2 separate regions of the Danio rerio genome follow, and region 2 is linked to region 1. The links are chromatin contacts, called in public HiCAR-type maps. All regions are on one chromosome and are shown on one strand. The core of a region is the stretch at or near the end of the contact, and the rest is flanking DNA. Distances in the headings are between cores, read along the strand shown. Region 1 holds the start of zeb1b (zinc finger E-box binding homeobox 1b). Region 2 holds the start of msl1b (MSL complex subunit 1b).

Region 1 (7,203 bases), core at 156-2,655:
TCGATTTCCTCAGTGAATTTAGTTAGGTTGACGTCTAAACCTCTGCTATGCACAAGATGCAAGGTAAATAGTCATATTTCAAGATCGCAAATCGCCAGTACAGTAGTAAGTTATCCACCACACAGAAAACTACACAGTTAAGGACGCTGCGTTACAAAGCGGATGCATAAAGTCCCCAAAACAAATAAAGTGTCAGTGCAGTAAGTCCAGCTGCAGCAGAGCGATTTATCAGGATTGTCTGCGCTGCTCGGGATGTATACGCATTCCTTATATAGGCTGCAGCAGTTGTTCTAGCAGCAGACAGCCCTTCAGATTCCTTTCCTTTTCTCCTCAGCGTTACCACCCAACTAGAAATGTGGCAGGCTGGCTGCACAAACAGGTTGCTTTAACTGGCATCGTGCTCCGAATCCCGCGGGGACGCCTATAGACTGGCAGGACTGTTGCATAAACACACCCTTATTTTGTGCTTTGTAAACTTCAAGAAGAAACTTTCCTGTCAAACATCACCGCGAACTGAATACATGCCCCCTTTTCTACTGCAGCGGCACCGGAGAGCAGCGTGCTGCTGTTATCAGGCACTTTCTGTTCAGCTGGATGACAAAAGTGCGACTTGTAGCTGTTGCGTAGGAAGTAAACAAGTCAAACTGTCACCTCGGCGATATAAACATGTTTATCCATCTCCATAAGCTAAAATGTTTACCATCAAAGGTTATTTTTAGGATTCTGCTAGCCGCTAGCTACCTGCTACCACACAGACAGCGGAACAGCCCCATTGCAGATACACTAAACAAAGTTTGCAGTTAACGAAAATAAAACAAAATCCTCCCGAACAAGCGGTCTGTTCTCAAACATGTATTTATGAAAGCGTTTCCCCACTTCAATCGCTCAGTCTGTTTCGTGTGAAACCAAATCCGCCGCATCGGACCAAACAGGTACATTTTGAGCGAGAAAATAAGTTTCAGTTCGGTCGAATCTAAAGAGGAAAAGCCAGCAGTGACGAGAAACAGACCCAATCCTAAGTATCTGTTTTGATCAGAAAGCTTAACAAAGTGAACTCGAGGCAAAGGGGAATAAAAGGGGAAACAAAAGCGAGAGTCACTTGTATGGGACTGGCTGCGAATAACGGTCCGCGCTCGCGCTCTGTACCGCTAGGCGGAGAGAGAGTCGCGAGCGCGGCAGGTATAACGGTACACCAGATAGGGGCTATAACACAGCGCTACTTTCCAGCACTTTGAAGGGCTCGAGAAGTTCTGCCAGCGGCCCGGAGTCCAGAGTTGAATGAAATCAGCCGTCGCCAATCAAAGCGAAGGGTTTTTACTCACCGTTTGTCCTCCTCGGGTTCGCCTGCTTTCTGCGCTTACACCTGGGGCCATCCGCCATGATCCTTTCGCTGTGTCTAAATGCTGCTGGAGAGTCACCTCCTCTCGCCCCCACACCTCCCCTCCCTCCCTTCTACTCCACCTCCCCTCCCTGCACCTGGTTTACGACACTCGGCTTTACGACATTACCTTCTGGCTCCTATACCTCTCTCTCTGGCGCTCAGACCCCCGTCTCTGGCCAACTCCCGCCCCTCACACCACGCGCTCCCCGTGGCGCTGCTGCCTGTCCGAAACGGTCACCGATCAACCTGTCCGTGAGCACGAACACTTCTTCGGTGTCTGTATTGATTGACAGCTCAGAGGAAGCAAGGTTGTTTGCATAAAACAGTCATTAAGTGCAACGGTAGATACGCAAACTGAACCTAGCGTCAAATTATGTATTATTTTACAGTGTGAGTGGGGGCGGGGAAAGTTTGACGCGTGCACCTGTTTATTGCGCGCGCACGCAAACACACACACACGCTGTCTCAATCTTGGCAACAACTGTTACTCATTCATGATAAACCACAAAACTACTTGTCATGAAACTTGCTTTGAGAAGCTTTTATCTTATTGTATGGTGGTCGCTGAGACTAGTCACTCTTATATGACTCGTATTTAAGGTATACTTTAATTAAAGTCATTATCTGTACATATATACAAAGTCTTGGCTACAAAAATATTTAAAAAAATATAATAAATATAATAACAGCCTATTGTTAAAAATATTTCTGTTTTTATTTTCTGTTTTTTTTTTTGTAAATTTATGCTATGAAGAATATAGCCGATATCTGCATAGCGTAAATGTACAAAAAATTATAACTTTTTGTATAATTTATTATACATTAGGCAAGGGTTAACAGCATAAAATAAATATTTTAAGGTAAATATAAAACAGGGACATGTTTTCCTATTTATATAAAATTTAGATAGATAATCCTATATTGATTATATTTAAAATATGATTATCTATCTGCACTTGATATGAGTAGGAAAACATTTACCTGTCTTATATTTATCTTAAAGTATATGTTTTATGCTGTTAACCCTTGCCTAATGTAGAACATTGATTTTAATGTGCATTCAAAAAGCTTTTGCTAAACAAAGACAGAAACAAATAATATGGAGGATAGAATGTTAAAAAGTAAAATAAATTAAATAGCAAATTAATCATAATGAATATAATAATTGCCTATTTTACGATATATTTCTTTTTTACATTGTAATGTAATACACTATAATTATAATTATAACTGTTTTATTCATTATAATAAGCATTATGTATTTCTATTTTATTGCTAATCTTTTAAAAAATGTTAAAAGTAAAATAAATTAAATTAAAGTTGGGGGACACGATATGTGTGAGCATGTGAAAGTGTATGGGTGTTTCCCAGTACTGGGTTGCAGCTGGAAGGGTATCCGCTGCGTACAACATATGCTGGATAATTTGGCGGTTCATTCCGCTGGGGCAACCTCTGAAGTATAAAGGAACTAAGCCAATAGAAAATGAATGACTGAATGAAATTAAAAGTTACACTAATTTAAGCCCATTAACAAAGGCTCGAATTAGGAATCACACAGTTCTGACATACTGCATATCAGTGGTGTAAAGTAACAAATTACAAATTCTCCAATTACTGTAACTGAGTGACTTTTCTCAGGAATTGCAATTTACTAAGTAGTTTTTAAAAATGTGTACTTTACTTTCCCTTGAGAACATTTTTTTTTTTTTTTTTTTTTTACTTTCCCTGTACATTTTTTTTATTCCACTATTTTCCTTTAAACTGCAGTCACTACTTTATTTCTTTCTTGTCTATGGTGATTGGCGAAAGTAGAAAAATCAGTCCTGTGATTCCTGTTCAATCAAATCACACATAGAAAGTAAATACCGTCCTACTGAACAACCTCAAGGCATGGGCACTTTATAAATGCAGCAAACCTTTTGAAAGCATTAAAAAAATGTCTAAAAAGATGTTCAAAATCTTTTCACGCTATGACCCAGAGACTGTTTATAGACTGCAAGTCACTGATGAGAAAATGAAGGATGTCGACTGTATGCTGACTGAAAGCACTAAATCACTTTAAACAATCACTAAATGGAACGAATGAAGAATGGATGGAAGGGCCGATTAAAGGAAGGACCGAACAACAAGGAATGAAAGGAAGGACCAAATGAATGAAGAAAGGATTCAAGGAAGGACTGAACAAACTAAGGAACGAAGAAAGGAAGGAAGGATTGACTGAACTAATGAAGGAAGGACCAAATGAATGAAAGAAAGGATTCAAGGAAGAACTAAACAGTTTAAGAAACGAATGAATGAATGAATGAAAGAAAGAACAAAAAACCAAATGAAGGAAGGAAAAAAGAATGAAGGAATGAATGAATAAGTGAACAAAGAAAGGGCCAAATAAATGAAGGAAGGATTTAAGGAAGGACTGTACAAACTAAGAAACAAAGAAGGAAAGGAAGGACAGGAGGAAGTAAGGAAGTACTGAACAATTGAAGAAAGGAAGGACCACATGAATGAAGGAAGGATTCAAGAACTGAACAACTAAATAATGAAGGAAGGATGGACTGAACTAATGAAGGAAGAAAGGACCAAATGAACGAAAGAAGCATTCAAGGAAGGACTTCCTAGAAGGACAAACTAGGGAACGAAAGAAGGAAAGACGAATGAATGAATGATCAAAGGACCAAATGAAGGAAGGAAAAAAGAATGAAGGAACAAATTAATGAATGAATGAGGGAACGAAGGAAGGGCCAAATGAATAAAGGGACAAACAAATGAATAAAGGAAGGACAGAACAAACAAACAATGGAAGGAAAGAAGGAATATAGGAAGATCACTAAATGCACTACAGTATGTTATGTTTACACATCCCTGGACAAACTGCATGTAAACGCATCAACTTTTCACAGTGTAACACTCACTACTTTTAAAAGGGCTACTTTTTACTCATACTTTCAGTGATATTTACAACACATACTTTTACTCTACTTGCACCACATTTTTGGGCAAGTTTTAATACTTTTACGCGAGTATGACTTTTCAGTACTCTTTCCACCACTGCTGCATATAGTATCCTTGTGACAATGAACCCTAGTTTCTCCTTCATTATAATCATATCACTTGAGTTTCATCAAAAACAGTTTTTTTTAATGACTGTTTCTGACAAGATCATGCAGACATCTTTGAATCTTTCATACGTTCGTCAGTTTTCCCCCTAAGTTTTGAATTATATATAAATGTTTTTATTTAGTTCATACTAAATTCAAAGGAACATAGTTTGAACTTCAAAGCAGTGCCATTCATTTATCAATTATTAAATATTATGTCACATGACTGATGCTATCGGTGCCTTACGCACTAAATAGAGCGCAGATATAATCGTAACAGAATATTTGATCTAAACAGCAGTGAAATAAGCATATGTAATGAACTTCACAGTTCGTCAGGATGCCAAAAACTTTGTCAGATTATTAAGTAACCGTGACAGTAGGTCTTACGCTATTTACCCCCTGTATACTGCCAGAATTGTATATACACTTCTTGATGTGCAGTAGAAGGGTCTGTGTATTGAGATATTAAACTATGAGGCAAATGTGCATCTGACTATGTACGCGATTGAGTAGGAAGGAGGAGGAATGCAGTGTGTGTCCCAAGGCACAGGGAGGATCATGGGACCCTCGCTGCAATGATTCAGTCCTCCACCCAAAGAAAGAGCTCGCTGTTCCCCAAGGATGTTTACTCCTCTTGACTCTGACCAGGGAGAGAATGCGTGAGAGAGAGAGAGAAACTGACAGACAGCGAAAAGGAAAAGCAACCAAATGACAGAGAGAAGTTAGAAAAAGAGTCATGTTTAAGGTAATATTAGATGACGCAACACAAATGAAAGGTTAGTATTTGGAGTGTTGCTATAAAGAGTCTTTTAGAGTTTTATGCTGAAGCCAGAACATGAGCTCGTGCATTCATGTGACTTTGAAGACAAGGACACTTTGGACCGAAGTACCAACACGGTACCATCTGAAGGTCTGCCGTTCTCTGTTACAGGTCACAAAAGCGAGCGCTGCAGCAGCGGCGGGCAGGGCTATTCTTGTACCTGATGACTATCAGGTTTCTGTCAGACCTCAGCTGGGTGTGGTGTACTTAGCATGGGTCTGCAGTGTACAGTCCGCATTGATTGACTGAAGACACTGTATAATCTCACAATGATATGCTGTGTATTAAAGAAAAACACTCAAATAATTATTATATATGGGTGGTTGTCACATAGGCAGTAATAATGTTTTTTGTAAAACACATTTTTTAAAGAAAAATTGATTTATTTAAGTAGTCTGATATAATATAAGGGGTCACTAACATCAACTTTCACTTTTTAAATAAACTGTACCTTAACCTTCATGTCATGGTTGGGTCAAATCTGACCGATTTGCAACTTAAAACCCTCATAAATATTGTGTTTTACATCTGATAGCCTAAAGGCTTTTAAAATCCCTTACACTATGCACTTGAACATCTACAAGTGATGATCACCTCTTTCATTGAATTTTGAGTGTTTTTAATCAACCTTGTTACACCGGTGGTATTGCCAGTTAAAAGCCACTATAAGAAATGAATGGGTATCCAGACTATATTCATCTATCGAACAGAAAACATACCGAGCACTCATGGGACATAAAAGGATACAGTTTTGTTTGTGCTTTACTTGTTGATAAAACATTCAGTTGGATTAAATCTTTTTTAATTTTAATCTTAAATTTTTTTTTTTGTTTTTTGTTTTTTGTTTGGTCAGACCCTTTGCTCATTATTTTGGCGAGCTGTCGATTGGTAATGAAACAAAGTATTTTGTTTTCTGTCTATCTATTGTTCACTTTGTAAACATTTTCAGTATTCACATTTTCAGCTTATTTGTATTTTCACGCAGTTATTTCATTTCTAATTCTATAAATTCAAGTTAAACACTACTTAGAGACATTGATCACAGCTAAAGTATGTTGAATAAAAATTTGTAGGTGAAATATGTATTTCTGTGCTAATTTAAGAGCAGTTAAAACAGACTGGTCAATTTTGACTGGGAACACTAAAGTAAGGGACGAGATGTGAACACAACAGGAGGGTTAAAGACAAAATTCTTTAAAACACATATAACGCATCTTTATATTTACTACCTGACAAAAGTCTTGTCGCCTATCCAAGTCTTAGGAACAGCAACTAATAACTTGACTTGTAGTTGATCATTTGGTATCAGAAGTGGCTTATTTAAAAGGCCAAGGCCTCAAGATTTATTTTACCAAAATAAAACATGATCATACCTTGATTTATAATTATTTCATTAGGACAGTAATGTCTGACTTAGACAAAAGTCTTGTCACTTACAGAAATAATGTACAGTATAGAATATAAAGTATAGAATGCTGCAGTGGAAAAAAATATTTTTTATTGTTTACGACTCTTATGAGCTTGGAGGACTGCACCAATACGTCTCTGCAATTACTAAAATAACTTACCAATAAAGTCATCTGGAATGCAAAGAAGGCGTTCTTGCAGGACTTCCAGAGTTTGTCAAAATTCTTTGGATTAATCTTCAATGCCTTCTCCATCTGTTCCCCACACATGCTCAATAATGTTCATGTCTGGTGACTAGGCTGGCCAATCCTGGAGGACCTGGAACTTCTTTGCTTTCAGGAACTGTGGAGGCTGAAGTATGAGAAGGAGTGCTATCCTGGTGAAGAATTTGCCCTCTCCTGTGGTCTGTAATGTAATAGGCAGCACAAATGTTTTGATACCTCAGGCTGTTGATGTTGCCATCCACTCTGCAAATCTCTTGCATGCCCCCATACTGA
Region 2 (6,824 bases), core at 687-3,186, 180 kb after region 1:
AGCACAATCGCCTCACAGCAAAAAGGTTGCTGGTTCAAGCCTCGGCTGGGTCAGTTGGCATTTCTGTGTGGAGTTTGCATGTTCTTCCCGTGTTGGCACGTGTTGGTTTCTTCCATGTGCTAGTTTCCCCCACAGTCCACAGACATGGTACAGGTCAATTGGGTAAGCTAAATGGGCCGTAGTTAATGTGAATGAATGTGTATGGGTGTTTCCCAGAGATGGAAAAAAAAGTTTACTTGTAAAAAAAGTTTATTAAAAAATTAATGGATAACAACAATGGCTAAAATAGTGTTTCAACTTATTGTAATATGGGCTGCTTTTGGTGCTTCACGCTTTTTTATTGGTCTTGCTTTCTTTCAAGAATAAGGTCCAAGGTTTAGAGTAAGTTACTTGTTAAATGTTTTCTCTATTCAAAAACAATAAGAAAGATGAAAATAAGAAAGATGACTTCTCTTATGTCAGATGTTTTCTTGCACAGTTTGACTTATAAAAACAATTGTTTGCATTGGCCAAAACTGATTAGCTTAAGTCACACCACGATTCTGCTTGGTCTTAAAGTCTTTTTCAATAGGTAATTTTTTACTATTTATGATGGCATAGCAGTCAAAATAGGACAAATGAGCTCATGTATGGGACACATTCTGGACCTTTGTCAGTGAGGTTGGGGCCTAGTCATTATAAAATAATTATGTACACACAGCATTTAGGCTGCGAATGAATCTCGGCGACAAGAGAAAAAGCGTTAGAAAATGTTAATGAACTGTACTACATCTCCCTCTGCTGGTTAAACTAATAACACACAAGGAAAAAACAGTAAATACATGCTCCTAATGAAAACAAATTGTATATGTTTAGATAATAAGTCCGTGTGAAATATACATTTCTAAATAACATTACATATTTTACAGCTGAACTAAAGAAATTACTGAAATTCGTTTCAGCAACACTTTTTAGACAATTGTTTTGCTCAGGCAATGGCCTAATTGGGAAACACCAATGACACACACATACACACACACACACACACACACACACACACACACACACAAACATACGCACAAACATACAGTTACAAAGTTGCAGTAATTTCTCTCAGGCCCGTAAACAGAGTTTCCCCACCCCCCACTGACGAAGGTCCAGAATTTATCCCATACAATAGCTCATTTGTCCTATTAGACTTGTTATGCCATCATAAGTTATCAAAATAACCCATCGAAAAATTCCTTAAGACCAAGTGGATTGTGATGCAAAAGTCAACTTTCATTTGTTGATATAGAGAAAACACTCTATAAGTAACTTTTATTCTAAATCTTGGACCTTATTCTTAAAAGAAAAAAAACACATTACATTCTGAGACTGAGGACAGTTGAATGTGCTGGCCAGTTTGTTATTCGCCTAATAAATAACAATAGCATCTTTAAACTTTAACAGATTCCTATTTTCCCCCTGATACAAAGTAGCCTAAAATAAATGCCCTTCATATATCTTTATTTTAAATCTTTAGAAAATGTTTTGGTCCATTAAAAAGTGACAATCAGACAAGCTAATCCAGCAAAACAATGTCGCTAAAATGCAGAATTTAAATCTTATAATTAAATAGAAAAAAATCTCATGAATTAAATCGAATAACTGCAAAAAAGTCAACATTTTGGGAAAAAAGAACCAGCCTTTTCACTAGGCTGGCTATGGGCCTATCTCTATTGCATTTATGGCAAACAAAAGTCAATAAACAACATGTGTAAACAAAATTATTCTACATGATATTTCACTAAATGTATTTTTTCCAACTCTCATCCACTTATGGCTAATACATAGGTTTAAAAAACGTAGAAAACCAAATCGCTACAAAATAAGCACTTGGCAAAGCACTGTTATTAAACATTGGTAAATAAAGTTAGAAATGAAGGAGTGCCAAAACGTCAGAGGAAATGACGTTGGCGAGGTTTTCTCCCCAAGTGTGTACGGTATGGTCCGTATTTTGCCTCCGCCAGACAAATACGTTCCCATATACTTACTTTCCCGAACATATATTCACTATCTTGGCCAGATTCAATACGCAAAGAAAACCGTACACGATACGAATGTTTATAAACGTGTGTATGCTTATTTTACCTTTAATATTGCTCGCAAACCCCATCACTTTGAATGTAAACACGTCCTGACAAAACGCATGCGCACTGAGACAAACGCACTCGTATATTGGGACATTGTGCAGATTCGAGCCTGAAAATGGGGGACAAACAGCAATAAAAGTAGGATAGAACGCTCATTTGGGACCTGTTTGTTCTGATTATTGGTTTTTGCAAATCCGACATAGACATGTAGTATAGAATGCTGGCAAACTCGCAGTATAACGAAAACGATTTGGTATATTAGCACCTCGTTTGCTAACAGCGGCTAGCTAGCATCAGGATCAAAATGGAGGCAGGCTATTTATTATTAGCTCAAGTTAAAATGGTTCGTGCCTCTTGAACCATAAACCGAAAACCAAACCACGTCTAGCTGTAACGTTTGGTATAATAAGTGCGTGCATGTTTTATCGGTAGTGAGATTCAGTGATCTGATTTGGACAGTGAACATTTATGGCTGTCTAGTATGTGATTGCGTTTGGTGCTTTTTTCAATATTTGATCACGGAGTGGGTTTATATAACCTTGTAGTGGAAGTCATGTTGCAAACATAGACAGGAAGCCTGCGTTATTTTGTGTGCAGTTTTCATAATTGCAATGCATTCAGTGGGATCTTGAAACAAACATTTGCAACTATCAATTATCATTTTGCTTTCTTGATTCTTATTTTACGATTTATGTTTTTCAAGTCTGCAGACAAGCCTCTATTGGAGCCATGGTTCATCGTGTAGAGGTTTTCCTTCGCCATGAATATGCGACCCGAATGCTTTTCTAAAGCAGGATTGTACTCAAAGAAGTGTGACTTCAGCCCATCTCAAACAAGACATCCAGTTAGTGTCCAAAGAGAGCTCAGAGATCCTCTATGTGACACACCAGACGACACTAGAGAACATCTGATCTCGCAAAAGAACTTAGAACGGGCTTCATTGCCTTCAAAGCCTGGCAGAGAGTTGATCGTGGCTTCAGAGGCTGGCTCTGTGGGCACAGAAACACTGTCATCTCAAGCTAAACAAATGGGGGGTGAAGGCACCCCTGTAAAAAGTAAAACTCCTTTTGGACAGACCAACGCCATTGATAACAAGCCAGAGTTTGTATCCATGAATTCTCATATTAATTCTAGAGACCCTGTTGGTGAGAAAAATGCTAAAGAGACTATGGGGTCATCTCACGAACACTCCGAGGGTAAAAGGACCAATATGAAGAAGATCAGTGGTAATCCTCATGCACAAGCCACTTGCCTTAAACAACTGCTGTTGCTTCAACTGGACTTGATCGAGCAACAACAGCAACAGCTGCAGTCTAAGGACAAGGAAATAGATGAACTCAAATCAGACAGAGACACGGTATGTGCACTTAGGGTTAGAACTTTTTTTGAGCAGAAAATGCAATCGGTTGATCAAAAGTGTCAGAAAACCCATGTCAAATAAAAGCTGTTTGTTTATATTAATGATTTGATTCCCCAAATTTCAAATTCTTAGAAGAGTACAGAAAACCTTCGTGACTAAAATCAAGATTATTCCACAAAATATGAGCAACAACTTTGAAGTTAAAACATTGGGGTTGCGTTGTCTAAATATAATCCAAACATGACACCAAATCTGCATATTGAATGATTTTTCTAAGGATCGTGTCATACTGAAGATTACAGGTATTATGCTGAATCTGGCCCCAACATTTGATTGATAATATGATTTTGGCTTATTGCTTGTACTTGCAACAATTTTCACTTTATTTCTGTTGAATGTGATCTTCTTTCAAACAGCTGCTTGCCCGCATTGAGCGAATGGAACGTCGTTTGCAGTTGTTAAGCAAGGAACCACGTGACAAGAGGCTCTTCCAGCCTTTAGAGAGATGGGTTCCAGACACCGATGACTTTTGGGAATCAGATTTAGGCGACAGCCCACAAACTCAGGCATCCAAGTCAAGTGGCAAAGTGCAAAAGCGGTAAGAATAGGCTATTTTTAATTGTCATTTTTTCTGTGATTTTTATTTTTCAAATCAATTGTTTGGTCATAAACTGGTTTTGCCTTGGCTGATTTGAGCTGTAATCACTAATCTAGAAAATTAAGCGCAACCGAAACAAAGACGCAAAGGTCAAGAGGCAAGTCCTCAAGGACAACTCCCCAAAAATCAGACACAAGAGGGCCATCGCCATGTCAGCGTGAGCTGCGGAGCAAGGAGACCCCAGAGAAGGCAAGCACTGGGAAATCGTCCAGAAAGACAGACCAGCATGCAGAGGAAGGAAGCAGCAAAGAAGCAGATGAACTTCCTTACATGACAACCACTGAAATGTACTTATGCTGCTGGGAGCCTCCAGATTCATCATTACAGGAAGATTGTCCTAAGAAAGAAGAGGATGTTGCAAGTAAGTTTCTGGTTCAAATACAGAATGCCTTATTTAAACGCTGGTTTACTAATTGTTATGTGAAAACTATTTTCCCAGTACCATCGTGGAGGGAAAACATTATGGAACCCCTGAAGGAGGAGGATGCAGCTGATCTCCCTGAAGTAAGACTCGTCAATTGTGTTGAACAGGAATCTTGGCTATGATGTTCACTGTCATTAATTGTTTTTTTTTTTTGTGTAGAGTCTTGATGACAGCGTTTTCCTGAAAAGACATGCCAAGTTAGAGCTTGATGAGAAGAGGCGAAAAAGGTGAGATCTTCAGTGTCACAGAAACCATCTTAATACGCTGATTTAGTGCTCAAGACATTTATTTTTATTGTTAGTTTAAATAAAGTTTGCTATTTTCAGTTTTTTGATGAGCAGATAATTCAAAAGAACAGCATTCACAGTGATATCCCAGAATAAAATAACTCCTCTTCTGATGATGAAAGAAATTAATATGTATTCTTTGATGCAAGTGCCTGAAGGAACAAATAATCATTTTTCTTTATTGTCTTGCATCTTTTCTCCTCCTTAGATGGGACATTCAGAGAATTCGTGAACAGCGTATGCTTCAAAGACTGCAGCAGCGCATGGAGAAGAAGAAACCGAATGTTGTTCAGGAGAGTGAGCCAGAGGTGTCCTCGTTTCATCCCGATTTGGAAAATGGTGTGACCCTCAGGCATTTCATACAGTATTTATTTATGAATGCCTTTCATTACAACTTCTCATATTTTCTTTTATTTTTGTACAGTGGAAGCCATCATGGTGACACCCTTTCTGCCCGTAGTGGCATTTGGACGGCCTTTGCCCAATTTGACACCACAGTAAGAGCCTTTTTTCTTTTTGACATGTTTTGCATTTTCACATAAAAGTTGAAGTACAATTTAAGTGTCATGTAATGTGTCAGTCCTCTTTTATCTTCTGTCAGGAACTTTGAGTTGCCCTGGCTCGATGAAAAAAGTAAAGGTCGTGTCGAAAGCCAGAAGAAACAAACTCCACACAGGACCTGTCGGAAATGAGTCGCAGAGATTCTGGCCACATGTCTGGCTTGAGAACCACATCCTGGAGCGATACTTCACAACATCACATTAAAGCAGAATTTGATCAGTCGTGTGATGGCATCTGCACTCAATCCGCTCACTCAAAGACTGTTTATTCGAGAAGGAAAAGGCAGCAATACAGCTTTGTTTCCTGATAATAAAGCACCAGCTGCCCGGAGTACTGCTATTTTAGTTCCTCACATTCAGTGTGTGGCCTTGTTTTGAACCTTTACTTTACTTGTAGTCCTCTTCTGGGTACTTCGACTAAGGTGAAGTGATATCGGTTATTGCAGGCTTCACTGCAAACACTGTTTTAATGTCCACTAAACTGGTTATGGAGTATTGCTGCACATTTGCATGTAATGCCTCAGTAGATTTGTGTTGAGAATGACGTTTGCTTTTGAAAATGTAATTGTGCATGAATGTCATGAATATCCTATGCCTAAAAATGTACATATTTTTGTAAGCATAGTGTAGTTATTTAGATAGGAAAGATATTGGCAGGATTAGAAGAGTTTCCTGATGTAAACAAGTTGCAAGAATTATTTGTATGGCTGTTCACGTGTCAACAAATCGGTTCAGCATCCCATGCTGGTTTAAGGACGCTGCCCTAATGTTATTTTTGGATTCAGCAGTTGGTTTGCTGATGATGTTTTTGATGTACCTCAAAAATCTTGATTGAAAATACATTTATTTTACGCTTCTGTTTGCTTTAAACCTCATCCATGTCCAAAAGTGTTGTTGTTGTGTCTTTATTAATTTAGCATACATTCTGTGCCTCATGGGAGTCATTTCAGAGCATTTGTTGTGGTCCCTAAAGATTTCTTCCTAAACATCTTGTTCTATCTAACAGTGAAAATCTGATTTTGTCTGTGTGTGTGTGTATAAATGCTAATTCTCATCAGCACACATATCAATAGTTTTGGTTTCTTGTGAATGTGTACAACTGGATCTCTGTACATAGCTTTACTCACATCCATTGGCTGTAAATAAGGAAAATGTTGCTGTTATTTTTTTATTTAATGTCAGAAATGTTGTATGTTCAGCATAGATATTAAAATGATAGGATTATTTACAAAATAAGAACTTTTGTTTTTCATAAAAATAAAAACAACACGCTACAGTGATTCAACAATTGATGCTTGTTTTTTTTTTAAAGTTATATACTTGAAGTGGATCAAAGCCTTTTATTTATTACAGCTATTCTTGTTAATTTATTTATTTATTTTTTATTTCCCAAATCACTGGATTTGAAATAGATGGCAAAA

Evidence for each region. HiCAR-type assays count read pairs that join an accessible place to other places.
Region 2: a HiCAR-type map of caudal fin shows a contact between it and region 1, with 5 times the contacts expected there. The contact joins the promoter of msl1b here to the promoter of zeb1b in region 1. A contact is called at or near these places in 1 of 18 Hi-C or Micro-C datasets (hematopoietic stem cells) and 2 of 4 datasets of contacts at active chromatin or transcription factors (caudal fin and gastrula embryo).

Annotation. Positions count from the first base shown.
Region 1 is chr12:28,650,469-28,657,671 of GRCz12tu, forward strand. It overlaps zeb1b (zinc finger E-box binding homeobox 1b), which reads right to left and starts at 1,406. Exons shown (of 8, transcript NM_131709.1): 1 at 1,323-1,406. The coding sequence starts at 1,380. LOC141376812 (a long non-coding RNA gene) reads left to right here and starts at 5,087. Exons shown (of 2, transcript XR_012388035.1): 1 at 5,087-5,224; 2 at 5,411-7,203.
Region 2 is chr12:28,834,356-28,841,179 of GRCz12tu, forward strand. It overlaps msl1b (MSL complex subunit 1b), which reads left to right and starts at 1,937. Exons shown (of 9, transcript XM_686625.11): 1 at 1,937-2,252; 2 at 2,818-3,471; 3 at 3,891-4,072; 4 at 4,189-4,493; 5 at 4,572-4,636; 6 at 4,716-4,783; 7 at 5,052-5,182; 8 at 5,268-5,340; 9 at 5,445-6,691. The coding sequence starts at 2,875. The coding sequence ends at 5,535. LOC141376811 (a long non-coding RNA gene) reads right to left here and starts at 2,172. Exons shown (of 4, transcript XR_012388034.1): 1 at 2,113-2,172.